Regions from separate parts of the Mus musculus genome. Here regions 2 and 3 are each linked to region 1. A link is a contact called in public promoter capture Hi-C data. All regions are on one chromosome and are shown on one strand. The core of a region is the stretch at or near the end of the contact, and the rest is flanking DNA. Distances in the headings are between cores, read along the strand shown. Region 1 holds the start of Lrrc23 (leucine rich repeat containing 23). Region 2 holds the start of E130112N10Rik (RIKEN cDNA E130112N10 gene). Region 3 holds the start of Ing4 (inhibitor of growth family, member 4).

The links. Promoter capture Hi-C pulls out the DNA fragments that hold promoters and counts their contacts.
Region 2: a contact with region 1 is called in a promoter capture Hi-C map of pre-B cells. The contact joins the promoter of E130112N10Rik here to the promoter of Lrrc23 in region 1. A contact is called at or near these places in 3 of 39 promoter capture datasets (the C10 cell line, liver and pre-B cells).
Region 3: a contact with region 1 is called in a promoter capture Hi-C map of liver. The contact joins the promoter of Ing4 here to the promoter of Lrrc23 in region 1. A contact is called at or near these places in 11 of 39 promoter capture datasets (the C10 cell line, the HPC-7 cell line, cranial neural crest and 8 more), 1 of 484 Hi-C or Micro-C datasets (CD8 T cells), 3 of 115 datasets of contacts at active chromatin or transcription factors (bone marrow-derived macrophages, embryonic stem cells and pancreatic cancer cells) and 3 of 9 other capture datasets (adipose tissue, liver and pancreatic islet).

The regions. Positions count from the first base shown.
Region 1 is chr6:124,777,806-124,782,175 of GRCm38.p6, forward strand. Lrrc23 (leucine rich repeat containing 23) reads right to left here and starts at 1,922. Exons shown (of 8, transcript NM_001302555.1): 1 at 1,845-1,922; 2 at 1,207-1,341; 3 at 1,012-1,121; 4 at 287-540. The coding sequence starts at 1,323.
Region 2 is chr6:125,228,618-125,232,987 of GRCm38.p6, forward strand. E130112N10Rik (RIKEN cDNA E130112N10 gene) reads left to right here and starts at 2,652. Exons shown (of 2, transcript NR_015604.3): 1 at 2,652-2,737. It overlaps Tapbpl (TAP binding protein-like), which reads right to left and starts at 3,243. Exons shown (of 7, transcript NM_145391.2): 1 at 2,917-3,243; 2 at 1,938-2,180; 3 at 1,528-1,800. The coding sequence starts at 2,980. It overlaps Cd27 (CD27 antigen), which reads right to left. Exons shown (of 6, transcript NM_001033126.2): 6 at 4,005-4,370.
Region 3 is chr6:125,037,377-125,041,746 of GRCm38.p6, forward strand. It overlaps Ing4 (inhibitor of growth family, member 4), which reads left to right and starts at 2,472. Exons shown (of 8, transcript NM_133345.2): 1 at 2,472-2,521. The coding sequence starts at 2,485. All of the region lies in intron 1 of 4930557K07Rik (RIKEN cDNA 4930557K07 gene), which reads right to left. Zfp384 (zinc finger protein 384) reads left to right here. Exons shown (of 12, transcript NM_001372420.1): 12 at 1-493.

The DNA.
Region 1 (4,370 bases), core at 672-3,171:
TTTAAAAAAGAATACAATTAATTTTAATAAGTGTCTCTCTCTCTCACTCTCTCGCTCTGGTTCTCGCTCTCACTCTTTTTTTGGGGGGGGGGGCAGGACTAGGCCCTGTATAAGTATATAGACAAGTCTTTGCTGCTGAGTTGTATCGCCAGTCCAGCGTGTGTCTTAACAAATGAATGCCTGTATCCAGATGACTGCGTGGCTCAGCCTCCAAACATATACTGCCTGCTTCTGTCAGCTCCTCACTAGGAAGGGAAGGTCTGTGTATCTCTTCCTAAGGACCCACCTTTGAGATCCAGGCTTCCCAGACGGGGGTGAAAGATGCCTTCAGTGTCTATGATCTGGTTGTAGGAAAAGCTGGCGATCTGCAGGTAGGGAAGTTCATTCATCCTAGCACTCCGAAGCTGATTGCCATCGGCCTTGAGCCATAGGAGGTGAGTGAGACTGTTGAGCGGCGATATGTCTGTAATATGGTTCTCAGAAATATCCACATAGCGAAGATGGATATAGGAGCGCAGTAAGGAGATGTCTGTGAGGTCCCTAGGAGGTGGGAGGGGGGGGGGAGAGATCCACCGGAAAGGATAAGAACCCAGAGAGAAACGGCACAGGTGCTAGGACAGAGAGCAATGCAGAGAAGCCTTGTACTGGGATGACAGAGACGGAGGGGAAGAGGAGGCAAGTGGGGTTTTCTTCTTGTTTTTCAGTGCAGAGATCAAAACTAGTGCCTTGCACATGGCAGACGACCTTTCATACTACTAAGCTACATCTCGGAGCCAAACAGAGACTCCTCCACAGAAGCTTCAGTGTGTTGTTTTTGGTGCTGGGAATGAACCTGGAGCCTTGTGCATACTAGGCAAGTTCTCCACTGCTAAGCTACCCTCCCAGTCACCTAAGAGTCCCGGACGGACGTTCTGAAAAGCGAAGCCCACCATGTCTTCCCATGAGCTCTAGCCCAAACACTCAGGAATGAGAGAGGGAAGGCACGAGATGCTCCCGTCTCGCAGTCCTCACCTGTCCTTAGCCTCCAGCTTAATATAAGCGTGAGCCAGTCCACTGCCAATCTTGCAGAGTAATGAGAGCCCTTCCTTCATCATGGCCTCCGTGATGGGGGTGGGCAGCCACTGTAAGAGGTGGGGAATACAGGCATCCCTCTCCAGCTCCCCTCTAGTCCCGAGCCCCGGGAGCCCTCCTGAAGCAGGCTCTCACTTCCTCAGAGGCTTCTTCTGTCTCTTTCCTGTAGTCTTCCCATTCCTCTATCTCCTTGTCACTTTCCACTTCATCCTGTTCTGCATCAACGTCATCCACATCATCTTCATCCGACATCTTTCTCTGCCCTGCGCTCTGGAGTCAGATGAGACTCAGTCCTGGTCCTGAGAAAGAAGGTCTTAGCTCCCACCCCCCCAACCCTCCAGTCCCTCACCTCCAGCTACAGGTGCCCTATACAGTCTGTCTCCTCTGAACTCCCACTTGTGCATCTTTCCTCATGCTGGAGACCGTCTTTGGACTCCCAGTCTCTGCTCGGAGCCTCCTCCCACTCCACCCCTGCTCCCTTCAGGACACTTTCCCACACTCCCGGACTGTTCCTGCTGTCACTTGCCTCCAACAGTGTCCCAGCAGCCCAGCGTCCTCCTTCCTCAATTCCCTTTGATACAGTTCTACATGTCCTCCTAAAATCTCCCCTACCTACTCCTCCTCCCCTTCTTTACCCACACCTCACCTCCGGGTTGGGTTCCCTTCCACCCCAACCCCTCTTCTAATGCGGCCTCTTTGCTTAACACCACCATTTCCCTGACACGAAGTCTTCAACCCTCCAACCCAGTTCGCCTTCAGAAGTGGGCGCAGACCCTGACTCTGCTCCTCTAGAAGTAGTTAAGGAGAGGATCTTTGTGCTGAGACGCCAAGACTGTTTTTTTGGAAGACGCAACGGGGTAGCCGGAGTTATTTATTGTTGTTATGGCAACAGGGGCGGGACGCTTAGCTTTGCAGCCAGCTTCCGTTGAGAGTTTAGAGTACCTCAACCGCAAAGCAAAAACCCTAACGCCCCTCTTTCCACCCTCAGCGGGTAGCTCAGTAGTTGCCAGGTTACGAGGCCAAATTTCTAATCCCAGGAACCAGGAGAAGGCGAGAAAAGAGTGTCAAGGAGTTAATTGTCGGCGGACATAAAACAATGGTCCAATATTAACAGCAGCACTGAGAAGCGGGAGGGAGGCGGGGCTGGCCATTAAGTCCTTAAAGCAATTAGATGTCCGGATGCAAAGGAATTGGGCTTTAAGACTATACCTAAGAAGCAAAAAGGAGATGGATGAGGGGGGAAAGGCACGAAGAGAAGCAAGAAATACTAAGTTATGGGATTTGTTGCTGGCCGGGTTCCGCTCATTTACTTCGAAGGTGGCCTGGTGGTGCAAACCTTTAAGACCCAGCTTTGCGACCCCTGCGACCCCCTCTGGCAGGAAAGATAACTCAGAGATTAAGGGCCCTGGCTGTTCTTCTAAAAGACCCAGCTCTATTCCCAGCACTCACAAACCATCTGTAACTCCTGCTCTAGCGATCTGATGCCATCTTCTGACCTCTACACATAAAATAATAAAATTAATACATCTAAAAAATAAAAGGTCTGGCTTGGAGTCTTGGTAGATCTGCTGATTACTAGCAGTCCTCTAGAATTCTGTAGAATAAACGTAACGTTAAGAACTGGGAGGAGTCTGCTGAGTTACTCTGTGTCTTCGCTGTTGCTGTTTTCCTCTGAAGCAGCAGACTTTCTATGTAAGCCAGGCTGCCTCGAAGTCACTCCTTTCCCAGCCTCTTAAACACTGGGATTACAGGTGAGCGCAACCATGCCCAACTAACACTATCTTGTGGAGTCTAAGGAAAAGAGAATGCTTGATACAGGAACACATGGGACTAATTGTTACCTGCTTTATATAAAATGCAAATTGGAGGCTAGATGGCTCAGGGGTTGAGAGCACTCGTGCAATTGCAGAGTTTTCAGCACCCACAAAAGGTGGCTCCCAACCATCTAGGACTCCATCTCCAGGGGATCCAATGTCTCTGGCCTTCATGCACATACTCTCCCCACCCACACACACATACACACACAACCATACACTTGGGTAAACTAATCTTTTTAAAGATTGCAAAGTGGTCTGATGGAATATGTGTGGGCTGGAAGTCAGAAAGTGTTCCTTTGGATCAGTCGAGTTTGGGGAACGTAATCGACAAATCTGTTCTCTTGGTGTCAAGGAACGGGAGCTCTAGCAACAGCGGTAGCTTTAAAGCATAAATCCTGGGTTCCAAACAGCTCTGCTACTCAAAGCTGTGTGTTCTTCAGCCTATATCATCTATAAATATATTGCTGAATTATGCATGGTGGCACACGGCTGTGAACAGCAGCTGTCTGTAAGCTGAAGCAGGAGAATGGTCTGGGCTAGGCAGGGCTACTTCAAAATGAAACAGCGTTTATCTCAAAGAATTAGAGAGTTTTCCAAAAAAAACCAATGTAAGTGGTTTTGCACTTGGTTGACCCGGTAGTAAACAGATCCCTGCCCCTCCCCCACCCCTTTCCACCCCGTGTTCTCAGTACTGAGGTTATGGCGAGAAAATAAATTAAAAATGATATTTTGAGTCAAAATGTCACCATGTAGCCCAGGATGGCCTGGAATTCGCTGTGTAGCCCAAGCTGGCCTCAAATTCACAGCAACCTTGCCTCAGCCTTCCAAGTACTGGGATTAAGAGGCAAAAAGAATAAACATTAATGTGCTCTGAAAACTGGAAGTGCTTTGCAAATGGAAGTGTGTTAAGTGATACAGTCTTGTAATCCCAGCACTTTGTTGCTGAGGCAGGAGGATTGTTTTAAGTTCAAAGTCAGCCTTGACTACACAGCAAGTTCAAGCCTTGTCACGAGAACGAGAAAGGAGACACCATGCCTGTAGTCTTGTGGAGTGCCACAAGAGCTGTCAAAGTGGCAAACCCAGCTTTTGTGACCCCAGCCGGTGGTTGTAAATGGCAGCTCCTGTGAAAATAGATAGATAGATAGATAGATAGATAGATAGATAGATAGATAGATAGATAGATAGATAAAAACGGCAACTCCTCCTCAGCCTGCAGCCTCACAGGAGCTGTCCAGAGTGGTGCATCTCCTTTCCCGCCATAGCCTACAACCCTTGTGAAATACCAGTGCAGGAGCTGTCCTGGGTGGGAACCCCTCCTTTCCAGCTTCCCTAAGCAGCTTAGCACCTTATGCAGGAAAGGTGTGTGTGTGTGTGTGTGTGTGTGTGTGTGTGTGTGTGTGTGTGTGTGTGTGTATGTAAAAGCTACCAATTCCTGAGCAAGAAAACCCACCAAGGGGCTGGTGAGATGGCTCAGTGGGTAAG
Region 2 (4,370 bases), core at 1,402-3,901, 450 kb after region 1:
CAGATGTGGACAGTACGTCCAGCTTCAATAGTCACGTCTTTCCATGAATGAAATACTGTTAAGTCCTGTGTGCACTGGACCCTTGTTACTGTGAGTAGAGCACTCCCCAGCCTTGATAGGCTTTTGGGATCCTTGGTTATTGTGAAGCAGAGTGGCCTTGACTTTCAGCTATCAGCCCTAACTGCACATGGGAGCATTTGGGGGTGAAGTGTTGTGGTCCCTACAGCCTAGTCAGTCCAGGGGAGGATATCTATGTTAGTCGGGTAGAGAGGAACTATGACAGCTGACGAAATAGGTCAGAAATAAGTCACGGCTGGGTGGGGGTATGTTGTTTCATTTATTTGTAGATCTGAATAAGTTCAAAAAGGGAGAAGCACTAAACTACCCATGGCCAAGGATAGGAGATGCTGAACATCTTTTCTGATGTGGCAAGGCACATTCAGAAAGGACTGTAGAGCCGGAGGGTGTGGTAGTATATGCCTGTACCATCAGCTACTAAGGAGGCATGACAGAATCACAAGTTTCCAGGCCTGCCAGGGCATCTGGGTGAGACCCCTGTTTCACAATAAAACTGAAAAAGGAATTGAAGCTGTAGTTTAGTAGTAGAGCTCGTGTTTAGCACAAGGCTCTAGGTTCTATCCTCAGTATGGGACAACATAATACTAAAGGCTAATGTTTTAGGGGTTTGCAGGGATAGGAGAGGGGCCCCCTCATCGTCATCTTCTGTGGACTTGATTTTCTCCTTTTTGGAGGCAAAATAATGAACTGGACTCTCCAGGTGCCTGTCAATATGTTTCCTCTTGGTTTTGAACCTGGTAGGAGGTACTAAGTGGGAGAGAATGAGGAATGGGCTCACTAGTAAGAGCTACTGAGCACTTCTTTCTCCCTGTGCTCTGCTGTAATTGCCATGAAGCACCAGACCAGACTCCCTCTCCCTGGGAGGAAACATGAGTTTGGCTAAATAAGAGTGTAGTGACATGTGTAGCTACAGTGTCCTCATGTGTTGCTTCCCCACTTTGGAGAAAATACCTGATGATTATTATGTTTTGATGCTTGCTCGAATAAGGATCTCCTAGCATCCCCTCTTCTTGACTCAGGATATTTTAGAAAGAAAAGATGAAGCTCTATGGGTACCTCAGGAGGACCTGTGGGATATTTGTTTTCTTCCTTCTATCCCATCTCTAACCACAAAAGAAAACAAAATACCAACCAACAAACCAACCAAACAAACAAAAAACAAATTAAAAAAACAACAACCCCCCCCCCAAAAAAAAAAAAAAACCAAAACCAAAAAACCAAAAAACTATCTTGGGGCTATTGAGATGGCATAGTGCATAAAGTGCTTGCTGCCAAGCATAGTGAACTAGTTCAATCCCTGGAAACCACATGGTAGGTTCTATAAGCTGTCCTCTGATCTCTACCTATGTGCTGTGGCATGTGCACACGTATGTGCGCATGGACGCGCACACACACACACACACACAATAATACAAAATGTTCCTGTGCCACTGCATTTTGTTTTCTCACCTTGAGTCTTCACTGTGCCCTGGGCACTCAGAGGTAGGTTCAGTGTAGGGTGCCGGACAGCTCCAACTTCAGCATCTCTTAGAGTCTTCATCACCATGGAGACACTGGGGCCACCTCTAGAAACCTGCATGTTGCTGATGAACCAATGTGCTTTCTCAAAAGTGGCCTCTTGTCTGGCCTGGAGGAAATACTTGGAGATCTCGCAGGTCACTGCCTTCCCGCTGCAGTCAGCATGGAGCAACGCCTCTGCCTGGGGAATCTGTACCAAGTCCACTGGGGAGAAGGGCAGCATACAGAAGTAATGTTGGATGGACAACGCCAGACCGGGGGGGGGGGGGGGCAGGCGTGGGTAGATAGAACTGGGAACGGGGCTGTTCCTGTGGAGGAAGCCTAGGATGGGGAGATTTTACCTGAGGCCTCAAAGATAACAGGTGAATCCTGTTTGGTCTCAGTGCTCCCCTGGAAATCTGTGATGCCTTCCAGGGAGCCATCATCCAGCACTGGTACCTGCTTCAGCACAAGCAAGGCCCTCTCCCTGTCCCCACTGCTGGCAAAAGCCCCGCGGTGCCTGTCTTCTGTCACCAAGAAGCAGTCTAAGATGATGTCCGTGGGCTGCCGCTGTCTTTCTGCTGTGGTGGGCGCTGTGGGAGGGTCTGCAGGGAAAGTGGAACAAGCACCCTCGTCCTCCACACTCTTCCCACCCCTTCACCAAGCCCCGGGCTGAGCAGCAGGTAAAGGTGCCTTCTGAGCCCCGCTGTCCTGGTGTCATCTATAAACCCAGCTTCTGCTGAGGCACCTGCTACTCAGGCAGCGGCTCTGTGAGTTATTTCAAGTCCTAGATCTGTCCTGATCAAAGCCAGAGGGGTTTATGCTTTGTATTTCTGAGTCTCAGCTGTGGGATGCAAGGGAATTTCTGGAAAGGAATTCTCAGGTTAAAAAAAAAAAAAAAAAAAAGGAATAAGAAATACTGCCACAGGGGAGAGGAGCCAAGACACTGCTGTTCCTAGGGACATTGACAACCTTTTTCTCATCACCCAACTTTCCCAGAGGCCTCTGCTTTCTGCCATAGCCACGCCCACCAGGAGTCACCAACCCAATGATTTCTTAGCCTGGGGAGCCCCTTCCTCTTCTAAGGATTCAACTCAGGGCAGTGAGCTGTCCCACAGAATGCTAACACCCTGCCTTCCCATCGAGGAAGCCCCCCTTTTCTGTGAGTTCTCTGCCGTACCCCTCTCCAAACTGGTTCCGCATGTTGTGAGTGCCGCACTCATTTGCTGGGCTTAGCAGACAAGCTGGTGCTGTTCTGAGAAGGTGGCTTCCTGGGGCTCCTTTAGCTTGGCGCTTCCTCCCCCCCAGTCCCCCAGGCCCCAGCCTGGTCTCCGCACTCACCAGTCCCTGCTGCCCCAGAGACAGCCAAACAGAGCAGCAGATACCAGCTGGGCTCCAAGCCCATGGAGGCTACTCTCAGGCTCTTCCTTGCTGGCTGCCTTCTCCACAGTTCCCCTGCTAGTGATCTCTGGCTGAAGAGGGGGTTCTGTGAGCACCCTCACTTAGCACCTGTGGTCTCCGTTCTCTTATCGTTTCTCTTTCACTTTCACTTCAACTGCCTCTGTGGCCGCCCGCCCGAGGCCAGTAATGGCTGCAGCCAGCTCTGCTTTCTGTTCTCCCTAAGGTCCACCCCGCACCCAAGAAATCCCCAGGTGATTTCAAAACCTGGTATCACCACATCAGCTTTCCCATCAGCCCCAACTATGAGAGGGCTGGAGAGGGGGTGGAGCCAGAAGATAGATTCCCCGGTACTCTGGACCCTTCTTCCTTTCAGTCCATGTTAAATCCTTTGGGTCTGCCCTGGTGACAACTCCCTGTTCAGATCTGTGATCGAACAGACGAGATGGGGTGTGGCCTAGTTCTAGGATTGGAATTTTAGGAGGCTGGACAGCTATGTGAAGTCTCACTTTTAACTTGTATTTGTGTATATGCGGTGTATACACTTGTGTGGGTGAGTATGCCCAGCCCTGCCTGTGTGTGGAGGCTCGGTGAGGGCACTGGGTGTCTTGCTCTATTACCCCACCTTATTCTTCAGAGACAGGGTCTCTTTCTGAACCTGGAATTGTTTGGTAGCCAACAAGCACAGCAGTGATCTCCTGCTGTCTCTACTCCAAGCCCCGCCCTTGTCACACCACTTAACCCCTTGAATTACAAGCTCAGGGCCACACTGAGGGATTGTTTGTTTGTTTGTTTCAGTTGTAGGTGTGCGTATTTGAAGTTAGCATTTACACTATCCTTCTTCCTAGTTCACTGTCCCTTCTTTTTTTTCTTCTTCCTCCTCCTCCTCTTGTTCCCCTACCCTCATTCTGTAGGAAGGGGAATAGCACATGGAGAGTGTCCATAGCTGGCTTGTTACTAGAGTCCCTGGGCCGTAAGGCTTGGCTCCGGGTTCCAGTGTTTGCCTGCACAGAGAGAAGGGACAATGTGTATAGAAGTAGACAAATGAATTTATTTATAGTTTTAGCTCAACTGAGAGAAAGTCTCAGCCTCAGCTTTCCCACAGCACTGTCACAACTTACAGAGAAGACAGAACCAAGGCCAGGAAGTCTGTGTGTCTGTAGATAGTGTCTCTCACGGCAGTCAGTCCTTCTGGTACCAGGGCACCTGCCGGTGGCTCATTCCATTTTTTTAAAAAAAATTATTATTTTTAATCGTGTGTGTGTGTGTGTGTGTGTGTGTGTGTGTGTGTGTGTCCGTCCTGTGTTTGTAGATGCCAGAGGAGGTCAAAGGTGTCAGACCCTCTGAAAGTAGAGTTACAGCTGGTTTCGATCCATTTGACAGTGCTGGGAATCAAA
Region 3 (4,370 bases), core at 1,222-3,721, 260 kb after region 1:
CTCAGTCTCGCTATCCCAGTCCAAGGAGCTCTGGGAGCTGTGGTAGCTGTGTTCTCTGCAATACCATTCGGTCTTTTGCAGAGAAGGGAGAATTCAGGGCACACACAGGACTGGACTTAGCCTCCCTAGGTGCCACGGTCAGATGCCGGACATGGATTTATATATAAATATATATATATAAATATATATATATATACCTGCTCATCACGGCCATCTTTGTTGTAACCATTTCTGTGTTTATAAATGCATTATCTCTGAGAATTTTCATATTGATGTTTTATTTTTGTCTTATTTTTTTTTCTCCACCTTGTCCTCTGGCCATGGCATTTTAATTTTCTTTTGACTTTTAATTTTTTTAATCATGGGAGATTTCAGATAAAATAATCAGGAATTATACAGTTGTTATAAAGCAATTTAAAAATGAAAATCTTATGTACAAACTAAGGGGTGTTTTTAGACCATTGTATAGAAATAAATTCATGTTTAAGGATGAGAGGCAGTGAGCTACTGTGTAAGCTAGCGTGGGGAAGGCTATCTGGGGAGCTCTCCAGGCCAGCAGGAAGAATTTAGACTGGAGAGGGTGAAGAACAGATGCTAGGCTCATAAGCCACCGGATGTGTTATTCCGAAGCCATTGCCAGTTTAGGAACAGTTGTATACATGTCCTATCGTGGGACTGCCTACATATGTGAGACAAGGTTACATTTAACAAAACGGCTATATTCTTTCCCCTTTGCCACCCCCACACCGCAAAAAATAAAAAAAGCCAAGCCGTGGTGCACGACTTTGCTCAGGAGGGAGAGGTGGTTGGATCTCTAAGAGGCCAGCCTGGTCTAGTTTCAAGTTCTAAGACTGCCAGGACTACACAGAGATCTTTTGTCTCTTGCCAGGTATGGTAGGGGCACAGACATGTATGGCCTCTTGAAAGGAACCCCCAACCCCATATTATCCAAATTCTACTGGGCACTGTGTACGTATACATAGTGTCTCATTAGACTGCAGTGCAAAGGTTTCCAGTGATGGAAACTATAACCAGCTACTGGGTTTAAGATGGAAGAAAATGCCAAATGCAGTGAGCTTCCCATGATAATAATGGTTATCATGTTCACCTAAAATGGAAGACCATTGTGCTGGACAGAGCAGAACAAGAAACTTAAGAAACTTCTCACAGTCTACCATGAAAGGATTCGGCTAATTTCCCAAGACTGCTTCATGAAGATTAAATCCTTCATACAGTACTGAAAAGATTGGCAAATGTTCTCCTATCTGAGACCTAGCCAGCTGTCACTACTTGGTGATGTGGATAAAGAAGTCTCATTTAATTTGGGACTGGGCATCCAGGACAGTAGTACCTCAGTATTGTTGGTTAGCTGCCTGGTGCACTTTCCACTCACCAACTATGGAGAGTTTGACAAACCTGTTCTCATCACAAGGATTGCAATCAGCTCCTCCTTTGTGGGTGAACATCCATTTCCACTTTTGCGCAATGATAATGTCTGTTATTCTCATTGTATAGGAAAAAGCCGGCCGAGTCAGTTATCCGACAGCATGCTCTTAGATTAGAATGGAGTCCACATCCTGCTGTCCTGCTTTAGCAACTGCTCAGCAGGAAACTTGGGCTTATTGGGTATAAAAGAGCTCAAATTTTATCTTACAAGTATGGGGTCTAACTACTGTGAAGGGTATATCAACTTGAGGCGACACCTATCTGCTAGAATCTACCACCAATACTAAGAGGTTTGAGTTCTCTTTCCCTAAGAGCAGCAACCTGACAGGTTTTGACTAGGGTGAAGGCTGCTATCTAGCATATACTTTGATGACCCAGTCTTTTCAGTACATAAGTCCATTACAAAACACAAACATGGATCTCCATATCGCACGCCTTTAATCCCAGCATTAGTGAGGCAGAGGAAGGTCTCTTGGAGTTCGAGAACAGCGAGGGCTACACAAAGAAACTTGTAAGTGATGAGAGATGCAAAGGGTTAAATTTGCAAAGCCTGACAACTTCTGAAGAAAGCATCTGCCTCCGAGACTATTCTACTTAAGCTGGGACGTTGGTGGCCAGATTCATAATTAGAAAAGCAAAACAGCTCGATTCCCTACTTGTTGAAAGCGATTATTTGCAAAATATAACTACACATAATAGATTCCCCCATTTACCAAACATTCCTAGTTTTGGAGGGAAAAAAGTTTGCTAGAGAATGCAAAATGGCGACTTCGCGTGACGTCATGCCTGTCGCAGACACATATTGCCGCCTTATTAAGGGCGGAAGCCAGGCTAAATCAGCCTCGCTGTAGATGACCGTGAATAGGCGCAAAAAAAAAAAAAAAAAAGTTCAGTTTCCGGCGGATGTATCCGAGGCAGATAGTTTAGTAAGGGCGGAAGTTCAGGTACGGAAAAGGTGTAATCCAAGAATGGTTACAGCGCCTGTCGTGTATCAGTCACTTCCGGGGAAGATCGGAAGTTGCTTTGTTTTGCTTCAAGATGGCTGCTGGGATGTATTTGGAACATTATCTGGACAGTAAGAGCCAACTGGAGAAGGGGGTCATGGGCCATAGAGTGGTGTAGAGGGTCCAGGTTGACAGACTTCATGGCCCCGAGGTTCTGGTAGCCTGAAGATCACAGGAAAAGGGTTCCGTGGGAAGATTTATTCGAGGGGGAAGAGGGAGGGGGCGGGGCAGTGGGCTTAGAGGCCTCGCTCAAGATCTGGACGAGGGAAGGGCTGCTCCGTGGGATCAGGGCTGGGCTTTAAAGGGTTAGGGGTAGCAGGAAAGTAGTTGCTGACTCAGTTCTTGAGGGTAGATTTTTTTTCCCCCCTAAGTTGTGCAGCGTCGTTACTTACGCACTGCCATTTGGAGCAGCTGCAGATATTCGACCTAATTCCTTTAGTCATTTATATCTCAAAAGTTGCTCCTCATTAAGCTTGCTGGGTGGAATAGAGCGACCACTGAGTTGATCGCTGAAATGCTTTACTTTATGAGCAAAATCCAGTTCTCAAAAAATGAGGAATATGTCTGTCTGTCTGTCTCCTCGCCTCCCTGGTCTTCCCCCTCCCCCGTCGTGTGTGTGTGTATGTGTGTATAGAGACTGGGAAGTGAGAAATCGGCTGGGGATATATTAGACTTTTAGGCAACTCTTAACCTGGGCATCTTAAAATAGAGCATTGATTTTAATAAAAGAAAGTAACTGATCAAATAATGGTAGCAGTCCAAATCAGAAGTGCAGACCTGGTCTTAGAGAATGACAGAAAGTTTTAGATATTAAACATGGCACACCTTTAATCCCAGCACTTGGGAGGCAGAGGCGGGCGGATTTCTAAGTTCGTGGCCAGCCAGGTCTACAGTTTGTTCCAGGACAGCCAGAGCTACACAGAGAAGCCCTGTCTCAAAAACAAACAAACAAAAAAAGATATTGAACATGGCAAGATTGATTGAATGACTTTGCGATTGAGAGAGAAGGAAAATCCAAGGTGAATTCTGCTTGGAAAATAAACTATCTAATCAGCAGTGTAGGAGATTCTGGAGTAATAACAATACATTAGTCTTTGCCTTAGAAATAGGCATTCAATCTGACAGTGAGATTATTCAGGAAAAAACTTCAGACAGTAAAAAAGACACTGAGCTCAAGAAAGCAGCATTTAAAGGATAAGATGTAGTGGTTCACGCCTTTAATTCCAGCACTCGGGAGGCAGAGGCAGGCGGATTTCTGAGTTCAAGGCCAGTCTAGTCTACAAAGTGAGTTCCAGGACAGCCAAGGCTACACAGAGAAACCCTGTCTCGGGAGAAAAAAAAATGTCGATGCTGGCAATACCAGAAGGCCTCTGACCTAGTATTCACTGCTAGGAGGAAGTAAGTTACTTGAACGAGAAGGTGGTGCCGACTGCCTCGGGAAAGATGAGTCATCTGATTTGGTAATCTGTTGTGACTAGTAATCCTAGTGAACTGCTGTCACAGACTTAAGAAGCCCCCTCTTGTTTTGTCTTTTCAGACAGTGTCTGATTTAGCCCAGGTTGACCTTGAACTCCAGGCCCTCCTTCTATCTCCACAGTGCTATTGATTATAAGCACCAAGCCATATTCAGTACAAACATTTTTTTACATTTGAGTTCGACTTACAGAAACACAAGTTTGGGTAGCACATACCTTTAATCCCAGCACTTGGAAAGATCTCTGAGTTTGAGACCAGCCTGGTATTATAAGGTGAGATCTCGGCCCGCCATGGCTACATAATGAAAGCCTGTCTTTATGTTTATATAGGAGATGACACTAGACCACTTGCCTAACAAGGGGCAGCCCCTGGGATTGAAGTTCAGTCTGCCCCACCACAGGGAGCGAGAGAGTGAGGTTAAGCTCTGTAGAGAAAATTTGCTTT